Linked DNA regions of Ovis aries: region 2 is linked to region 1. The links are chromatin contacts, called in public Hi-C maps. All regions are on one chromosome and are shown on one strand. Each heading gives the region's core, a stretch centred on a gene start, on an enhancer-like site or on the middle of the called end of the contact. The rest is flanking DNA. Distances are from core to core; before and after follow the strand shown.

Region 1 (2,700 bases), core at 63-2,562:
TCCGGAAGATTCCCTGGAGAAGGAAATGGCAACCCACTCCAGTACTCTTGCCTAGAAAATCCCATGGACGGAGGAGCCTGGTGCAGGCTACTGTCCATGGGGTCGCAAAGAGTCAGACATGACTGAGTGACTTCACTTTCACTTTAATCCATCCTTGGCTGGGTGGGTTAGGACATCCTACAAGGCAAGAGAGCAGACATCAATTTTCCATGACAGATGAAGACATCCATAGACATCTTGGAAGATGCACACTTACCTATCTGGAAAACTATTTCCTTTGGGAATCCTACGGGTTGGTTCTGGTTCCACGGTTGAGTTCACAGCCTGTTTTCTCCCCATACCAAAGACTTGTTGAATCTGTGGTCAATTATTTACTCATTTCGTCTTTCAGCAAGGCTAGTTGTGTGCCACTTTTCATGATAGGGAGACAAAAAAAATCAAGACTTTGTAAATGCAGGGTTGTGCTGTTAAAATTAGGAAGTTTCAATAAAACAGGGAAGAGGAATTAATCTGACGTTTCATGTATTGGGTGGCCATAGGACGCTGGTTATACATCTTCTGGCAAGCTGTTCATAAGGTACTGGCCCTGAACTGGAAAGCTGATGAGGCTTCTAACTTCAGGGTTGGTAGAATTGTTTGAAGTCTGCTCAGTTTCAGGTGAAACTGAGTCCTCCCCTACCAACACAGCCAGCGCGCGGGAGAAGGGCATTCCTGGCGCTCTGCTGCCCTCATGCGGCCGACCGCGCTGTGGCACTGCTATCTCTTCCCAAGACTATTTCCCTAAACTGGCTCTCCACAGAGGGAGCCCTTCCTTTATCAACTCTCACTTCCTCTATCTTCCCCTCAAAATGCAGCTGTCAGGAGCAGCTGCTCCATCTGAGAGCGAACATACTCCCTAGAATAGATCATCTAACTTGACCTTTCTAGTTTCTCTGCCACTGAATGGGGTCTGGGACAGCTTGCGGTGGAGGCCAGAAGCAAGGAATTTGAAGTCAGAGGGTTTAAATTTTGTTCTGTTGCTCACTAGCTGGGAGACACTGGGTAAATTATTTCATCTCTTTGAACCTTAATTTTCTTACCTTGATTCTCAAAAATATTACTTAATGTATTTTTAAGAGAGATTTGTAGAAAAAGCTTTCCTCCCCGTGGACTGAGCTCCGTTGGTGGGCACTCCTCAGTGAGGGACGCCCCCGCAGAGTGGAGTGATTTGTCTAATGAGTCTGGGAGCAGGAACCAGAAGTGACTGCTCTGCCCTTCCCCTTCCTTTTTTAATCCCCTGGGTGCAGATTTCAAGAGCACACGGTATCTTTCGCAACTCCTGAGCGCAGTTGAGCTGCAGTTTGGGTTGTGGGGAGGGGCAGGGCTTACTTGCCTTACTGCACGGAGTTCAGGGTTCTGCAGCTATGGGTTTATGCTTATATTTTCCTATGTTTGTAATAAAGATGCTGCTTTGATCTCTGTCTGCTGAGTCCTCTTATGTCTCTCTTGGTCTAGAATTCAGGTGGGGAATGCGAACACTAGGTATCAGGCTCTCTGAAAATCTTCAACAAGGTAAATGAAGGACTTCAAAAGTTACAAAAAAAGGTTTTTAAAGGAAAACATACTTCTTCCCACCTCTGCCCCTCAGTCCCTCAGTTATCAGGTTCCCCTCCCCAGAAGAGAGCAATTACTAAAACCATTAATGATGTTTCTTACAGAGAGAGACTAAACATATGTAAATACAGGTATGGATTCAGTATTCGTGTGTGACTGTGAGCTCAGGCAAGTTGTTTGACCTCCTTGTGCCTCCATTTCTGTACCAAAAATGAGAATAATAACTGCTGCGACCTCCTGATGTTTTGCGGGGATTCCATGAACACATGCCAAGCACTCAGAATAGTATTTAGAGTATAGCAAGCCTCACTTAGTTTTAGTCTATTTGATGAATGCTGCAGTTCAAATGACAGGTGACTTCCACATGTTTAAATACGATACATTCTTTGAAACAGAATTTAAAATGTTGGCTGTTGCCAAAATGCCTTTCATAGTAGTTGTATCAACTCACTCTCCCACCAGTAGTATACATGTGTTTTAGTTCTCCACAATCTTGTCCAGTTTGTTAGCAAGCTTTTTGAATTTTGCGGATCTTACTGACAGAACTTATCATCTAATTATAGTTCTAATTATGATTTACCTTACAGAGTAAAGTTGAGTATCTCTTCGTATGTTTGAAGCCATTTATATTTCCTTTTCTGCTAATAGCCTAACCTTATCCATTCTTTTACTTTTCTATTGAGTTGTCGATTTTTTTCCTTATTGGTTTATAGGAACTCATATATGTTGGGAAGATCAGCCCTTTGCCTATGAGATGCTCTGCAAGTATTTTTCCAGCTTGCCGTTTGTCTCTTGAACGGTACTTTGTAAGCTAAGTCAATCAGTCCTTTCTGTTTTATTGACCATGCGTCATGTATTCAAAGGCACGCTTCACTTTGTTGTTTTCCAAAGTTCTCCCATATTCACTTCAAGCACTTTTATGATTTTTTTAGCTAAATTTTTGACATATCTGGAATTTTGAAAAAAGGAGTACGATATAGATCTGATCTTATTTTCATCTTCATGACTACCTAATTTTCTCAACACCATTTATGAATAAACTAATTTTCCCCAAATGATTTGATATACCAGCTTCATCATACTCTAAATTTCCTCGTGTGGAACTTT
Region 2 (2,700 bases), core at 117-2,616, 280 kb before region 1:
AATCCCTATCTGTATTCTCAAGAAATGACAAAACTGACACACATGGCAGACTTGTTTAATTTAACATGTAGTAATAACAGAAATCTCTAAACTTCTATTTGGTCACTATCCCATCCATACCACCACCACTCAATAGCCTCAGTGTCTACTTTCCCCGTATACTTGTCATATGCCTCAAGGGGATCACTGAGGCATATGACAAGTATATTCACTTCTATCTCTGAGGAGCCACTGGTATTTCATCTGACGTGTAGTAAAATGCACATAACACACCTTCCTTTGGGTCATCTGAGCTAAACTCACCTGGGTACTTAGGTTCTCAAGAACAAGAGAGTCCAAAGCAATGGTGGAGAAGACACAGGTTTTCCCAGTTCCAGACTTAGCCTGAACAATTAAATCTGAGAAGAAAAAAAAGTTAGCTAGGACTGAAGAAACTTAGGTACCAATCCCAGAACTAGAAGGGTCTCCAGAGAGATCACATCGTTGGCACTTTGGTTTTTACCCTTAACTCTTAAAAAAGCATGAAGCCATGTCCAGAAACAGGCCTCCTCCCTGAACCCCTACCGTTTCTTTTCTTCTTTATGCTTAAGAACCAGAAGTTTGAAGTATGAAATCAAAGTATCAGTAGGGTCACATTCCCTCCAAAGGCTCTATGGTTATCAATACAATTCTTCCCTGTCTCTTCCAGCTTCTGATGGCTCAGACATTTTTTGGCGCGAAGCTGTGTAACTCCAATCTCTGGCTTTAATCACTGGATTTAGGGCCTACCCTAATCCAGGATGATCTCATCCGAGATCCTTACTACTGTTTACTTTTCTCAAACATAGACCTACTTGTCAGAGTGGAATGGACCTTAAGTATCTCCAAATTCAGTACTGCGCCTCGGTTTGACAGTGTAGGAAATAGAGGCTCGCGGAATGCGGTGTCGTGCCCCTGCAGGCAGCCGCCCTGGGCCCTTTCCGGCCCTCGCCATGGCTCGACACCCCCAGCCCCCGCGTCCCCCACTTTCGGCCCTCCTGGCCCCTCAGTGTCCCCTCCCTCACCGAGTCCACATCGCCCCAGCGGGATGGCCTTCAGCTGCACGGGCGACGGCCGCTCGAAGCCAACCGCCCGCAGGCCCTCCAGCACCGGGCGCGACAGCAGCAGCGACTCGAAGTCTGCCGGCTCCGCCAGCAGCACGTCCCCAGTGCGGGTCCGCGGGCCGCTGATGTCGTGAGCCGTCCGCAGGCTCCGCACCGGCCGGGAGGCTGGCTCCGGGGACGAGAACTGCGTGGCCACACGCTCCGCCGGCATAGCGGTCTCCACGGTCGCTAAGGCGGCCGGAGCTTCAAACGCAGCCGCCATGGTAGCCGCGCCGCCGGATCTCGCGGTACTTGGGGCGAGGCTGGGAGCCTGAGAGCGAGAAGAGGAAAAACTTTATTGGCAGTCTTCCCGCGAAGACACTGACACGCCAGGCCTCGAAAAGGAGGGGAAGTTGAAGGCTTAGAAACACTCGGAAACAGCTACAACAACAACAAAAATGTGACCAGAGGCTGGCGGGAAAAGGGAGGAGAGGAAAGCAAAGGCTACCGGCGTATCGCCGCCTGCGACCTGTAGAGGGCGCCGCGCGCTAGCGACGGGAGCACCGCCCCGCCCCAAGGCCCTCTGTGGGCGGGTCCGCCCCGCCCAGCGCCCAGAGTTGGCTGCCTCACAACGCTGTCTTTGTGACGCGTTCTGTGCGTCAAGCTCCTCGCCTCCGGGCCAGGACTCCGCGGTGGCCCCCTCCCTGTCCCCACCCTGTCTCGCCCCAACTCGCTGCCTTGTTCTGCGCTCTCAGAGAGCGCCCGGAATACAGCGAGACGGTTGAGCACGTTGCATAGTATATATGTCTGTGTGGTTTCCTCTTTGTGTCCCCAACCCCTAGCACCGTGCCTGGCACACGGTTAGCCCTGATAAAAGAAATCGGATAAGAACCAGCAACTGCACTGACAGCTCCCACATTCGTATCTCCACCTCCGACCTCTGAGCTCCACACTTGTACCTCCATCTCCTGTCTCAACACCTCCACTTCGATGTCTAACGTCAAATTTAACATTTTCTGTGTGTTGCTCCTATCCCTCCCCACCACCATCTCAAGAACAACTTTAGGTCTCAGCTCAAACATTACCTTTTCAAAGAAGACTTTCCTGAACACCCCGAGATAGCTCCCTCATCCTGGCAGCTCCCCAGCTTTTCTCATCACTCTATTCCCATGGTCTGGTTTATTTTTTTTCATGGTACTTATCACTAGCTGAAATCGTGTTTATTGTCTGTCCTCCCCACTCTATGACAGAGATCTATTCTCTCTTGTTCTCTTCAATATCCCTTGTTGGAAAAAAGCAATCTGACCCAGAGTAAGTGCTCAATATTTATTGAACAAATGAGTTCCTATAACAAAGTCTGAATCATAACTCCCAATGTTAATGTTTCTGGAACCTAATCTTACAATTCCAAATCTAAAGATAATTCTGCATCTAACCCCAACTTTTGCCTTTATCCTGATATCATAATTCTGGTCATTCTCTCTCACCAGTTTACACTTCCCCTCTCTCTCTCTCTGTCTCTCTTTCCCTCTCACACACGCACAATGATGATTCAGATTCCAAAAGAGGTAGGAGGAGTTTGGCTTGGTAATCTCATTGGGAAGGGGTCCTCAGATGCATTTTTCTTAGAAATTTATAA

What was found. A called contact is a pair of places that touch in the nucleus more often than the background predicts.
Region 2: a Hi-C map of liver shows a contact between it and region 1, with 2.0 times the contacts expected there. The contact joins the promoter of DDX20 here to the enhancer-like site in region 1. A contact is called at or near these places in 4 of 16 Hi-C or Micro-C datasets (hypothalamus, liver, omental adipose tissue and 1 more).

What each region holds. Positions count from the first base shown.
Region 1 is chr1:88,901,088-88,903,787 of ARS-UI_Ramb_v3.0, reverse strand. It overlaps a transcript of TMIGD3 not described here and a transcript of ADORA3 not described here. Among named protein-coding and RNA genes, the nearest start is that of C1H1orf162, 6.9 kb to the right of the region's middle. Within about 2 kb of position 1,312, at least 17 of the 54 cell types and tissues checked have an H3K27ac peak or open chromatin away from gene starts, as enhancers often do. A contact at or near this core is called in liver and tail adipose tissue, where this site is marked.
Region 2 is chr1:89,176,880-89,179,579 of ARS-UI_Ramb_v3.0, reverse strand. It overlaps DDX20 (DEAD-box helicase 20), which reads right to left and starts at 1,366. Exons shown (of 11, transcript XM_004002323.6): 1 at 1,044-1,366; 2 at 304-398. The coding sequence starts at 1,344.